Linked DNA regions of Zea mays: region 1 is linked to region 2. A link is a contact called in public Hi-C data. All regions are on one chromosome and are shown on one strand. Each heading gives the region's core, a stretch centred on a gene start, on an enhancer-like site or on the middle of the called end of the contact. The rest is flanking DNA. Distances are from core to core; before and after follow the strand shown.

Evidence for each region. A called contact is a pair of places that touch in the nucleus more often than the background predicts.
Region 1: a contact with region 2 is called in a Hi-C map of ear, with 2.9 times the contacts expected there. The contact joins the enhancer-like site here to the promoter of LOC100193537 in region 2. A contact is called at or near these places in 2 of 25 Hi-C or Micro-C datasets (ear and tassel).

Annotation. Positions count from the first base shown.
Region 1 is chr5:45,311,350-45,319,007 of Zm-B73-REFERENCE-NAM-5.0, reverse strand. LOC100273882 reads left to right here. Exons shown (of 18, transcript NM_001362448.1): 14 at 318-462; 15 at 1,198-1,391; 16 at 1,926-2,138; 17 at 2,972-3,614; 18 at 3,696-3,900. The coding sequence ends at 3,592. Among protein-coding and RNA genes, the nearest start is that of LOC100273882, 20 kb to the left of the region's middle. Within about 2 kb of position 4,542, at least 3 of the 20 cell types and tissues checked have an H3K27ac peak or open chromatin away from gene starts, as enhancers often do. A contact at or near this core is called in ear, where this site is marked.
Region 2 is chr5:44,647,469-44,654,982 of Zm-B73-REFERENCE-NAM-5.0, reverse strand. It overlaps LOC100193537 (nramp aluminum transporter1), which reads right to left and starts at 5,399. Exons shown (of 14, transcript NM_001138648.1): 1 at 5,300-5,399; 2 at 4,155-4,316; 3 at 3,726-3,804; 4 at 3,590-3,630; 5 at 3,389-3,467; 6 at 3,161-3,265; 7 at 2,796-2,905; 8 at 2,431-2,612; 9 at 2,274-2,343; 10 at 1,997-2,170; 11 at 1,563-1,667; 12 at 943-1,074; 13 at 708-803; 14 at 86-627. The coding sequence starts at 4,283. The coding sequence ends at 277.

The sequences.
Region 1 (7,658 bases), core at 3,293-5,792, 660 kb before region 2:
TGACACTATTATTCTTGTCATATGTACTCCATTCTTTTTTATAAGACAGTTTAACAATGACAAGGTCTCCCAAATTATACCTTGACCATGTATTTATTTTACATTGCATGTTTATACTTATAAACTTATGATAATTGGATAGTATACAGTATACTTAATACAAATCCAACAATATCAAGTTTGTATTATAATAATTAAAAATTGTTAGCCAAATTATTGGTAAAAGATTTTGAGGTTTCAATCTTAATATCACGTGCATTACTACTAGATATTTTATTTAAGTAATTTATTTCTGTGCGCCCTTTTGGTTTATCTAGGCAGTTTCTGAGATTTCCAAGGCATGTAGACATGAATCCACTTGTTTGCCAGATGAGGCACAATCATTTTATGAGAAGGTCAGTTCTGAGGGTCAAGAAGTAAAAATTATGATTGAGAAGAGAATGGAATCCAGTGCAATATCTGGTAATAGCTTGATATAACTCAATTCTTGTTTTTCAGTGTGTTCTTCAGCACCTAGTTTGGGTTGTAGTTTTATTATCATTGATAAATGATCAAGAAGCAGTTAGGCATATAAGCTGCACTATATCATCATAGGACTTTGTTTCTCATTTTCTATATTATCTACTGTTATCTGATGATGCATGGTACAAAAGGCTACCCCAACGTGCTTGGGACAAAAGGCTTTGTTGTTGTTGTTGTTGTTGTTGTATCTGATGATGCATGATATGCTGATATGCTGCCCCTTTGGCTTCCTCATTTGGCATAAAGGCTTCTTGCTTCTCTTTCAAATTCTTGGTTGAAGATCTGAATATCTGATTATGGTACCTGCGCCCATTTCTTTCTTTCTTTACATTTCTTTGAACTTTTCAATGATCATATTTTTTAGCAATATTTAAACATGATGCTAGTCAACTATCATTTTCTCTTTTTACTGTACTATAAAACATTTTTCCTGTTTTTTATGTTCAGTTTCCTTCTATGCTATACCCACTTTCTTGGGAATAAAATGCTTTCCTGTTACCATTGATGTATGGTACTCTGGAACACCTGACTCTGATGTAACATGGTTCAACTGTTGTATCCTGCAAAATGTGGTAGTCTTTTTGTATTTTTTTGGCACTTCGTTTTTTTTATTTTCTTCATTCAAGGACCTCACATTGTAATATCACTAATATCCTAACTTCATTATTGCATCAGAAAGAAAGAATGTTGATGCTCGATCTTACTTTATGACCTTGGAATACTGGGAAGATTTATTTTGTAAGCTAAATGAGATGAGAAGATATAGGAGAATAGTTGGGTCTCTTGCGGGCTCTTGTTTATCAGCTGCCATCCCACTTCTCTCTTCCAATAAGGAAACAGCATGCCTTGTGGCCCTTGACATTGTGGAGGTATTTCTTTCTGTAAGGACAATGCCATTTAATAAATTGAAGTAGTGATTTTTATTCTATTGCTTCAATTGGAAGGAAAACATCACCTTATTAGTAATTTATACGGCCTTGTCTTTTTCATGTGTTTGCACTGTTTTCTTTGCTATTCTTTCAGCCATCGTTTGCAATGATATTCCAAATATTGATTTTTATTAACTTGGTTGATATACTGTTTGTTCTTTATATCAATTTCTAGCTTATGCTCATACAATACTGTGGGATAGCTATGTAGAAGTTATTTGTTTTCCAATTTTTGTATTGATAGGATAACACTATTTTTTTATCATACCAACTGCCTTTGCAGCTTGCTACCTTATATTACTTGGAGAACAGTTCTCATGTCATAATCTATATTTTCATTTTTTAAAAAAACATTGGTGAAAAATATCTTGCAATGTTAATTAGTAACATATACCTCAAATATGTTTCAGTCCCAGTGCAGAAGTTATTTCTTACAGTTGTGGACATAACATCAATGTTATCTATTGCCTACAGAGTGCTGCTATATCTATTGCCAATGTTGAGGAGGCTTATAAGTGTGAATGTCAAAGCAAAGGAGTCATTGAGGAGGCCATCCAGTTTTGTTCATTTGACGAGCTTCTTGATGGTACAGATGCCACCGAAGATGTTGATGAAAATAGGCTACTCCCAGCAATGAACAAACTGTGGCCTTACTTGGTTATCTGTCTAAGGAACAAGATCTCAGTGGTACGTTTTTTCACATCTGGTTATTTTCCATTGTGTAAGCTCTGTTTGTTTTTTAGTACCCCCTACATCGTGTTGATTCATCAGTGTTATTTTTTTTCATTCTCTTTTTTTTCATTCTCCCTTGCACGAAGTCACGGTTCTTGGGTTTTGATCTGTCATACAGCTGTTTGACTAGGACCAGACATGTGGTTTAGGGGTCTAGCTCACCTTTTCTTTTTTTAGTTTTTATATGGGCACTCAATATGGTTTTGAACATTATTCAGGTGGATCATCTGAATTTGATACAATGCATGATGTTGCCTACTTCAGCTTTTAGTTCAACTCCTTGGTTCTTCATATCTTCCTTAATATTTCTCTATGTTTCAGTTGTATTCTAGTCATTGAACATGTAGTTTGCAATGGAAGGAAACCCAATTTATATGCTTGAGCTTGGGTCAGGAATTATAGTGGTCAGTTTGGATATCTATGGATTTTTGACATCTCCCTCCGTTTTTATTTAGATATCATATTTGCTTTAGTGCACAGACAAGGATGAGATTAACGCTGAGTTAATCCTTGTTTTTTCTGCTCCGTGCAATTGATGCTGCATCATACTCAGTACTCACGCTCGCATGCTCACCTGCATGCAGATTTAATTTTTCGTGGAAGGAACAGAGGGAGTATTAGTCAATAAACAACAAATTTATACACATTTATATTTTCTTGGCTCCTGGACTAGAGTTTTCATGTTGCATTTAGTTTATGGGGTACCTGCTTTTTCTCTAACTTTAACCTGATTGTATGCTACCTTCCTGAGGTGTAAGATATTCACTTACCATACTGTTGTTTTGCAGCCGGTTGTTAGGAAGTGCACCGAAATGTTGAGGCGAGCAATTTGCATATCTGGCGGCGATTTTTATGTACGCAGGTTTCATAAGGATGGACCTATTGTTTGGAGGTTGCTGGCTTTATCTCCATTCCGACGTCTGTCAAAGATGGATGAAAAAGCAATCATTTTACCATATAGGGATACCTCACTTAACTCAGAGGAACCTATGGCTGAGATCTCCAGCCAAAAGATTCAGATTGCAGTCCTGGACATGATCGCTGCAATATCTTCGAACAAGAGAAGTGCTGTTGCACTAGAAAGCGTACTAAAGAAGGTCTGTGGCCTTGTGGTAGGCATTGCCTACAGTAGTTTGACAGGTTTGCAGGAAGCTGCTATAAGGGCATTGGCAGGCCTTGCCTGCATGGATGCTGATCTTGTCTGGCTTCTCCTTGCGGATGTGTACTACTCACTAAACCAAAGGGAATCTTTACTTCCCAACCAAGATCTAGCCCTGGTATCAGATCTTTTGCCCCCTCCAGTGTCTTCGAGAGAATACCTCTTTGTACAGTATGGAGGTGAGGGTGTCAGGTGTGATGTAGATCCCTCATCTGTTCATTATGTGTTCAGAAGGATGCAGGGTGTGTGATCTTGTGTGACCTGAAAATCAGGTAGAATCCACAACTTTCCATCTATATCGACAGGTTTCTCTTTCACATTTCATTACTTAAGAATTCTACTTTTTTTTTCAGGTTCCTGATACTGTGTATTTGTAATCTTGCTGAGTTTCTTTGGTCATGCTAGCACCCTATGTCACACATTGAACATAATATCACCTGCTACAGAGAATGGTAAACTTTTTCATACGTGTTCTCGCACTGAAAATCATCAAGGTTGGTCACATGTCTGAAGAATGATTATGACAAGTCTTTACCACTTTGATCATAATTATATTAAGGTAGAAGTAGTGTGCTTTCTTCATTCTGCATATCCACTGTTAACCTTATAGATATCTGTACATTGCCATTGTACCATATGTTTTGGTGAATCTCGTCTAAAGTACCCTTGAAATCTTTCCAGCAAACATCAGGACTCATGATGACAATGAAGGATGTGATGGGTTTGTATCTGTTAGCCATATAAGGTTGCACGTTAAGCATGCCCCTGACTTGCCGGACGAGCAGCAAGACTTCGGGACCTAGATTGGCTAAGGCACTAAGAATAGAATAGCTTATCTACCGATATGTAAAGTCTTATTTCCACCTTTCGAATTCTTTTCCTCGGTAGCTAAGCTTATTTAGTTGCCTAATGGTCGATGTAATCTTTTTATTGTGTGATTCATTCCACTTTCATGGTATTTCCGCTCTTGTTACCTCCCTCTACCGCTTCTTCATCTACATCTAACCTCATGCCTGGCGACCTCTAATAAGTAACTGTTGATCCGGCCACATAATTGGAATGCCTTCGCGTGAGGTTGCCGGCCTTTGTGTCAGTCACTCAACATGCTCTCAACATGCTGAGGAAGGTCGTTGTTGTGCCGTAGCCGAGCGACGCAACAAGTGGCTGTTCAGAACACGGACAAGGTGATGTTGAACGTGTAGAAACAACGGCAGCGTGATGCGGAACGTCTGAAACAACGACAGCGTGATGCCGAATGCGTGGATGTAGAGCGCCTTCAAGTTTGTAAGGAAAATGGACTCCGGGCAGTTTGGCTAATTGAGTTTTGATGTTTAATGAATAACACAATCTATGAACTAATAAGTTTTTTAGTGTTTGTGTTTGTAGTTCACAGGATGCAATATTTACTTGCACTAAGGAATTGAGGAAAGCAACACCTCAAAAGAAGACATAAAATGATGCACAGAAGTTCAAGACTCAAGAACAAAAGAAGCCCGAAAAAATCAACGAAGAAACCTTGAAGAGGGCTGTCAGCCAGCGTCTGGTGGCGCATCGGACAGTGAACAGTACCTGTCCGGTGCGCACCGGACTGTTTGGTGGGACAACCGGACAGTCTGCGCAGAGAGGCCACAGACAGGTGCTCTCGGGCTGTAGCACCGGACTGTCCGGTATGCACCGGACAGACGACAACGGTCGGATCCAACGGTCGACTGCTACAGGCGTCAATGGTCGGCTGACGTGGCGTGCACCGGACACTGCACAGTGGCTGTCCGGTGGTGCACCGGACTGTACGGTGCACCCGACGACAGAAAGCTGCTGCTTTCTGTCCAACGGCTAGTTTGGTGATTGGAGGCTATAAATACCACCCCAACCGACCATTCTCAGGTGTGGGAGCCCAAGCAACATACCAAGGCATATAATGCACATTTCCAAGAGCTCAAACACCCAAGTGCTTAATAGAATCACTCGGTGATTAGCGTAGGTGCTTTGCGAAGTGCTTAGGTTAGATAGACCGCTTTAGCGCTTGCTCTAGGTGAACCCTAGTTAGTTGAGTGAGTTTAGACAAACCACACAACCCCTTGACTCTTGCGTGAGCCGTTGTAATTGTACCGAGTGGGGCGAGAGTCTTGCGAGACCGTGACAACCGCGTTTGTGTCACGGCCGCCACCGTGTACCGGAGGGAACGAGGCCCGCGGCGTTTTGGCTAGAAGCTCGATAGTGGAGACGGCGGGGAGCGTCCGAGAGGAGCCGGAAGCGGAGCACCACTTGCGAGTGGAGAAGGCCCGCGGCTCTCTACGGAGTTACTCGACCGTGGTGCTTGGCCCTCGCGTGGGCTTCCCTTTGCGTATGGGCACCAACGAGGATTAGTCGGGACCTTGCGTGGTTCTGGATACCTCGGTAAAAATACTGGCGTCATCCACGAGAGTTTGCTTCTCTACTTTGCTCTTTAAGTTTCCGCATTTATATTAAGCATCTAAGTTTCAATCTTGTATTCATACTTATATAGTGTAGATTGAAACTTAGCCATTGTGGTAGAGATAGCAACACTTAGACAAAACCTCTTTGCACTCTCTAGTTTGATTACTTGCATAGGTTTTGCTCTAGGGATTTATTTGTGGCCTAGTTTAGTGAAAGTTTTAGAAGTCCTAATTCACCCCTCTTAGGCGTCACCCGTTTCCTACAAGTGGTATCAGAGCCCGGTTTGGCTCATTTGAAACGCTTTAACTTCACCGCTAAAAGAGTCGACGCTTTTTAGAGGAAGGGGTGGATACCCATAGGCCAACACACTTCGACAGCACTAACTTCCCATATTATAGTGCTAGAATGGCTTGTTACCTAGAGGCCGTTGATCTAGGTGTTTGGAGAGTCACTCGTGACGAGATGAAACCCCTCAAGGATCCCGAGAAACCCACCACGAGTGAGGAAAAAGAAATCCATTTAAATGCTAGAGCCAAAAATTGCTTGTATGAATCTCTTAGCATTGATATTTTTAATCAAGTATTTACCTTGAAAACTGTTAATGAGATTTGGCTAAAATTGCATGAGCTCCATGACGGCACATGTAATGTCCGTGAGCAAAAACATTGCCTAGTCTTAAATGAGTATAATTCTTTTGCTATGAAAGATGATGAGCTTGTTAGAGACATGTATTCTCGTTTGAATTTAATTATCAATGAGCTCAATTCTATTGGCATTAATAAGCTAGGTGATGCGGACATTGTGAGGAAGATTATCTCCCTGCTACCGCAACAAAGATATGGAAGCATCATCACTATCCTTCATAACATGGAGGACTTGAGCAACATGACCCCGACCATTGTGATTGGGAAAATTGTGGCCTTTGGGATGTCGCGAAAAATGAGTCAGGGAGAGGAGCCAACTTCCTCAAGACCATATGCTTTTGCATGTGAAGAAAGGAAAGGGAAAAAAGGCTCCCACTCCAAGTTCCTCAAGCGAAGAAGAGGAAGAAGAAGAAAGTGATGATGATGAAGATAATCAACCATACACATCATCCTCCGAGGACGAAGAAACAATCCGACGCGTCGGAAAGGTAATGAGGATGATCCGCAAGATTAATCTAATGGGTGTGCCCCTGCAGGTCGAGGATCTTCTCTTTAACATTGATAGGAAAAAGCAAAGGAAGAGAGGATGCTTCGCATGTGGGGAGAAGGGCCACCTCAGGGACAACTGTCCAAATATGGCCAAACCCAAAAAGGAGAGGAGCAAAGGCAAGGCGCTAACAAGTGTTAGAACTTGGGATGACTCTTCAAGTGAAGATGAACCTCCAAGGACGCGCAGCCACCGGTCCTCATCACGCTCATCACAGTCATCACACAAATGCCTTATGGCAAGAGGTAACAAAAGCATTCCATCCTCTAGTGATGAAAGTAGCAGTGATGAAGAAGGTGAGGGAAAGCCCTCCGTAGATGAGCTTGCGGAAGCCGCAAATTTTTTCCAAGATGTTTGCACTAAGCAAAAAGCTCAACTTAAAACTTTGAAAAATAAGTTGGTTAGCTCTCAAAATGATTACAAAGGTTTGCTAGAAAAATTTGAAACTTTTGCAAACTTAAATAGTGAGCTATCAACTAAAATTGAGCTATTAGAATCTAGTGCTCCATCCACTGCTACCGATGATAGCCTTATTAAAAAGAATGAAAAACTTAAGGCTAAGTTAGCTAGCTCCCAAGAAGCTATTGAAAATTTGCTAGAGAAAATGGAAATTCTTATCACACATAATAATGAGCTAACTACTAAGCTAGAAAATATTGGTAGCACCCCAGCAGCATCTTTAGTTGAAATATCTGAAATAATTAAGA
Region 2 (7,514 bases), core at 4,150-6,649:
CTCATGTTTAGAATGAAGAATTTTCAACAATTGGATTCCAACATTTTTTTTTTTTGCCCCTTCCAGGATTCAGTTCACATCACTTCCCAAAAACAGGCACTAAATTCTTTTGTGCCCCATTTTTTTGTTTGGCAGCATAGATATCCGTCCTCTTGTATACATTCCTTAAGCATCATCAGTAGGATGAACAGAAGCCAATACCTGACGTACCCTATTCTGTAATTACTATACTATATAAAAAACAAAAAAAACATTTATTTTCCTGGCAGCTGTTATCTAATCTAGATCAGAAGCTGAACGCTGCTGCGGAAGTTGCATGCTGGAGATGTCCTCACGGGGCAAATGGCCCAGCGAGCATTCTGCTCCGGCATCAGCACTGCTACCCGATACTGCAAGCTCAGCATCGCTCTCCAGCAATGGCTGGGTGGACTTCCTGTTCCTCCTAAAGACGAGGTATAGGATCGCAACTATGTAAATCAGCATGCCCAAAAACCCGAAAATACCGGAAAATACTTGAGAAATGGTGGTCAGCCCGCTCTGGACGAGCAATTTCACAAAGCTTGTTATCAGAAAGTAGGTGTTGATGACAACAATAAACGAGCCGATCATCCATGTCAGCACAGCAGTCTGCATTTGACAATCAAGTTAGATGAGTTGCTATGCAAATTCAAGGTAATTACTGTCGATTCTGTGACAAAATGACTCACGAATATTGAATTTGTATGCTGCCCCATCTTTGTTTTGCTGCTGGTGAATTTAAGGAGTGGAACTAAAGCAAAAGGGAGTTCAAATGACAGTATCATCTGCATGTAGCCGAGCAAGGCATTAGTTAACATATACGGAGCTAAAAACCTTAATTGACATGAGTAATGAGATTAAACATTATAGAACTATTAAGTTTTTGAGGTATAGAAGAGTACAACAGTAAAGTTCACTGATTACCGATGCAATGATAATCAACTGGCCAGCTGCTGAAGAACCACCAATAATTGACACGATCAAACTTGGCAGGATAGCCAAGGACCTCGTGACAAGATTGCGTATCCAGGGTTTCATCCGAAGATCTAAAAACCCCTAGATTAGGTGAGTAAATGTTAGTATATAGCAAATGAAGTTTCACAAGTCCAAAATGCTTGGTTGATTACTTAGTTTTCCTTTAGGCAAAACAATAAAAATAATTAAAATGATTCAACGCGTTATTTGAGACAAGGGAAGACAATTAGCAGCGTACTGTATTAAATAATGGGAGACATTAATAATGGTGGTGACCTAAGCTTACCCCGTATCTGTCCTTTTTCTCTGCAATCTAGCTGACCAAGAGAACCTTGGAGGTTGGCACTGAAACTCATAAGCCCAAGCTTGTTCATTGCAAATCTAAGAGTTATGTACTAATTTATTTTCTGTACTTTTCATATCTAACAGCTAAACAAACTAATGTTGCAAGCAAGCAAATGCTTGATTACTTCTGATCAACATCAAATGCCTCGAGTAATATGCATCATAAAACAACCTGCCATTCAACTTGCGAACTAGAACTGAAATAAGGTATAAGTTCCAAAAACCTGCATGACATATTGTCCAGCATATGTCCCCGTAATTGTAGAACTCTGACCAGATGCCAACAAAGCAACTGCAAACAACTTTGAGCTCCAGTTTCCAAGGACATTCTAAAAGAACAGTAAAGAAAATGCAGTGTCAGATTTGAATATTTACCGAAAAGTATATATAGACTTCACAAAAAACATTTCAAAACTGAAGCAGAAGCTCTATGTAAAGCTATCTGCCTAGTTGGTGTCAAAAGTGCTTTTTCCCTATGAATTTTTTAAAGTTTCTGGCTTTCTGCCTTAATACTTTCCTGCTCATGTCCGCAAAGAAGAAAGAGAAATAACCCAAAACTCAGTGAAAAATATAGAAGTTCTAGCACAAAAACACTCTATCAAGTATTTTTCATTTATGAATTTGACAATCATATGAATACTTAAACTTCTTGGCCTACCTTTAACAAAAATGAAGCCTTATTTAGGTCCAGATCACTGCAATTTGCTTGATCTTCTGGGTTTAAATTACCTGAACCACAGACAGAACCACTGACAGATATGATAGATATGTTGATGAGAAAAGCAACTGTAAGGGCAAATGCACTTTCAATCGTATAGAATCTGCAGGCCTCCTGCAAGAGAGTGAATTATTGGAGGTAAATAGATGTTTAATCATCTGAAAATAAAAATAGCACGTTAGGTCTGTCCGCCAGTATAAGGAGAATTAGAGGTTACCTTAATCCCATGAACAGACCGTGGCACTTTTCTTGACAATACTAATGCTGAGTGCAGAAAAAGATTGTGCCTGCAATTTATGTAACAGATAAATGGAAAAAGGTCTTATGTTCTAAACCAAATGCTTGGGAACAGAAAGATAGAAAAAGAAGCTTACGGCATCACCATAGCACCAAGTAATGAGATAGCAAGGCCTGTAGCTCCATTTCCTTTAAGTTCAGGAACAAAAAGGCCCCTAACAACTTCTGGAGCATTTGGTTTAGAATACCCAAGTTCAACTAAGAAACATGTTGCTATTAAGAACACCAGAAATGCAATCAGAAATTCTAGCTTACGGACCTGCACCAAGAAAATTACAGTACACAATATGAGCCACTCAAACAAGACCGATATGAGTGATGTCTATTAACTATGTCATCATATTGATGATCTTGTCTATACTATCTGTTAATAAAGCTGCTTTGAATAGAATTTAGGTTTTCAATGAGGAATACTTGGACATGTAATATGAAATGGTCTTACCCCATATTGCTGCAGCAATAAGAGCATTAGAGTGCTGAGTCCAGTTATTAGAACACCACACCATACTGGGATTCTGAACAGCATGTTTAGAGCAAAAGCAGTTCCAATTACTACAAAGAGTAAACCGCCATCTTAGTTGATAAGAAATTACTGGAGAATTCAACATAAAGCTAAAAGAATCGGTTGTGTGATCTGCTAGTTTGACAGACAATTTACCAAAGCAAACTGTAATTTCCAATTTATATCTAGTAAAGAATTAGTTTCACACCATCTGCAGTATTATTAAATGGCTGGATAAAACCCAAGTAGCTCTGTGCTTAAATTTAAAAAACATGCAAAAAGCAACTGAAATGTATTTTTGATACCTTCAGGAATGTCACATGCAACAACAGCAAGTTCTGCAAGAATCCATAAGACAAAATTTGTGACCTTGGGATACTCAGCCCTGCAATGCTCTGCAAGATGTTTCCCTGTACACAGAGGAATTTCACAAACTATTAGCAATGCTCACAAGGCTTTGTTGTTGTTGTATTAGCAATGCTCACAGGGAAGGATTGAAGGATGCAATAAATTAACAAACATAAAATACCAACCTGTCACAACCCCTAGCCTGGCTGCAAGTGATTGAATAATAAGAGCAGCACAGGATGCAACAAGTATGATCCAAAGAAGCTGCAATTGAAGAGTCTTTGTTAGAGAGAAGCATGGCTTAACTGAATGGAAGAAACAAAAAAGAAAAAAAAACACAACACACACACGCACAAGTGGGAACATAAGACTGAAGCAGCAGGCACCTCATATTTGTACTGTGCTCCAGCCTGTAGATCCGTCTCAACTGCAAGACACACCAAAAAATTTGTGAAGAATACACAATAGATGGAAGGGAAATACTCAATGAGAATCGAAGAAAAGTGAATCCGTTAATCTTACAGTTTCCAGGATCAATATATGCAATTGAGACGAGAAATCCAGGCCCTATGTATGAGAATAAGTTCTTCCAACTGTTTTTCTGTCAAAGTGATATGTCAGGCAATAGTTAGTTTCTCATCATTATGAAGGCATAAGATCTGGAGATACAAAAGTTAGTAGAGCAATCTAAGTATATCATTGTTTCCTATTCACTTGTTGACTATTCCTTCTATTTCTCGATAAAAGCTAATGTTCAGTTCATCATTCTTTCTACACTATGGCGCATCAAGTTTGAAACTTCAGATGGCACACATCACGACAACATATTCAGAGGAAGATTATCTTGAGAAAGAAAGAGCGAGACTAACAATTAAGCTTATATGTTAGCTGTCACGGAGACATCTTGTTCTTTTCCAAAATCAAGCACGGGCTATCAAAAGTATAGCATACCTCTGGAATAACAATTTGATCAACATCTATGCTTTCGATAAGAGGAGTGCCGGGGCCATTGGAGCGGTTACTCCTCCCAACGCTGGTGATAAATTGTGGCTGGGATGAGCATTGACCTGGGACACTCATATCGCTCTCACCAAGAAGTCTGAACCCCCTGTTCTGCAAGCACAAGGCAGCAAGGGGGTGTTATTTATATAGGTACTCTTCCAAGTGACGCTAGCTTTGTGCCGTGAGTTTGAAAAATATGCCTAGCGGGGGTTTGACAAATTCTCCAGTAGGATAGCACGAATCAGTACCACCACAGGCCACAGGCAGGCGAAGATAAGATAAACGAGCGACCAGAGCACAGTGCATCGAAGACAAAGTGGAGATCACTGTATGTGTTTGGAAACCGGAAAAGTAGTAATTTCAATTTTTTTGAACCTAACTTGATCCAGCAAATGGGACGACGCCGGGCACCTACTTTACACATGATGAAATATTCCCCAGAGCAGATTGAGCGGTCTAGAGCTAAAGGCAGTTGAGCGTGTGATCAGCAGCGGAGCATCAGGAATATAGAAATGACAGCACGTAGTATTGAAATGCAAGGCTCGACCTTTTCCCCATACCTAAGCTAATCGACGCAACAGAATCCTACGGACACAGGCGCATGCGAAGGGAGAAACTAAAACAGTCAAAAAGGGTCGCTCGCAAGTGGCGTGTGGTTACCAATCAATCTCGGACACCACAAATGCAACAACACCTAACAACCACTTGCTGAAAAAGTTAGCTACCAAATCGAAATTAGATTGAACCTGGTTGCCCGAAAGAGGAGGAACGAAGATCACAGAGCCGAGCAGCCAAGCTTACAGGCTACTGACGCAACCGAAAGGAACGTTTGCGTGCGTGCATACATCTGCTATGGCAGTGAGAAGAGTCAAGAGTTCAATCTTTCTCCGCCCGGCCGCCGCCATGGGCAGCAGGGAAGAAAGAAAAGAGAAACTGTCTTTGGCGTGCCTGCCGCAGTACCACGGAACTGCCCACCACCGCAGCCGCACCAAGGCGGTGTCGCAACGGGTTGCCCGGATCTGAGGCGGCGCGGACCCGTGACCCCAGGGAGACGGAGTCACGGAGGAGTCCCAATGGGAAGGCCGAAGGCGTACCTGCGGGTCTCGGCGAGGCCGCGTGAGGAGCCGAAGCAGAGCAGAGGGGGAGAAGAAGACAGCACAGCAGAGGCGCCGCGACTCGTCTCCCGCTCTCTCGCTCGTTCCGAACACGACGGTGACTGCACGGAGCTCTCTCCCCCGCCTTTGCTTGTGCGGCCGTTGTGCGCTGCGGGACTCTTCCTTTTTGTCATTTTTACAAAATTCACTTACTTCCCGTTTGGATTATTGAAATTGAATTACATTCTAATAACAGTAATTTAGTCATATATCAATTAAGCTAATTCGATTTTATACAAAATATATTTATATAATATTATTAGCAAGATGTCGAAAATATTTATGTGCTATATTTTTACTATAAGGGAGTGAGACGAAGAGTGTCATGTAAGTTATAGATTAGAAACCAATTCTAGTCATGCATAAAATCATTTCTCACCCTCCATCCCATTAATTTGAGATAGGCTTATATATTAACTTTAGAAAGTGGTGGAATGTCAAATTCCAAACTAAATAAGTTACTTTATTGAGTGAATTCCAATTCCTCTAAATGAAGGGATCCAAACGTCCCGTTAGGTCTGTTCGGTTAGTTCTCAATCCATGCGAATTATGTGGGATTGGGTGAATTTAAATCCAAAAAAGTTAAATTTCTTCTTAATTTTTTTAATCTCATCCAATTCATGGATAACGGAATTAACCGAACACTGCTGATGTGTTTGGTTGAGGAGCGGAGAGAAATGGAACGGCTCCATTCTTATTTTTTTGATGTTTGGTTTCCAATGGAGGAGAGCGGAGCGGCTCCTGAAATCTATATATGGCAAATATTTGGGATGCTCTCGCTCCACCAAAACAATCGGATGCGAGCTCTCTCACGGACGCGAGCGCTCTTCTCCCTCTCCTCCACTCTACATTTATATGGCTCTCCAATCAAACAACGAACGAAACGGCTTCACTCTATTCTACTTTTCAACCAAACAAAAATGAAGCGGTTTTGTTCTGCTCGTCAAACACAGAATAAAATGTCTTAATTCCTAGAAACCGAAATGGAACTGCCTCCTCAACCAAACGTATAGTTAATCATACAACTCACTCACTAACGAAGTTTTATTTATATAGCAAAAAAGTTAATTTTTCCTAGGCTGCGAGCCTGCGATGGTTGATGGAGCACGTTTTGCCCGGAGATGACAGATGAGTCCAATGCTGACTGCCCACCTCGGTGACCGAGTCCACCGTGTTTCTCTGCCAGCATACCCGGGCACGTGGCACACGGCACCGCCACGGCCACCAGCTCGTGATTCATCCACCGACGCTGTAATATATAAAGAAGGTGTTTCTATACACTAGAGATAATAGTTAGTTAGCTAAAAAGTTGTTAGTAGAATTAGCAAGCTAACAAATAGTTAGCTAACTAGTAGCTAATTTACTAAAAATAGTTAATAGCTAAAATATTAGCTAAAGTGTTTAGATGTCTCTACCTAATTTTAATCACTAATTATTAGCTTTATTGCATTCAAACATCTCCTTAATTTTATGAAATTCTATGCAAAGGCTCTCGTTATGTGGAATTCAAATCCACAAAAAAGTTACCAGATTGATAAATTTCATGAAACGAGATGCTAAAAACAGAATTTTGTATATCCTCGATTCTATTCTGCTACTAGTAAGTTGTTAGCGTCTTGCGCGATGCGTTTAACATATAAATTGCTCCTTCAAACACATAGGAGCATCAAAATATATTGGTACATAGAAGTAACAATTATCAATCAAGTCAACACCAGTTAAAAATGAAGACCTTCATCCTATAATTAACACTTCGTCTTTATACAGATTTACAATTATGTCCAACAAGGTTTTACATATACTGTTTACAAGTGATATAAGGACAATATCGTATTTTCTCCGCCTTCGGCTTTGCGGGTCTCAGCCTTCGTTGTTCAGTAACCTTCTTTTTGGCTCGTGCCCGAAGTCATTGCCTTCGACAGTCGTCTCTGCTACTTGCATATAGATGAAGCGTACTTGTTTACTGCTTGAGCCAAAGGTTAGCTTCGTATGCAAGTGAAAACATTCCTGAAACACACTTATTCACGTCGAAGCTATATGCTAGACAGATAATTGTTTCTTCGTGAACATGTGATCTTCGACATGACCTTTATTGTACTCTTAAAGCACAACTATGCAATACAGTTGATAAGAGGACCTTCGGCAATGTAGGCTC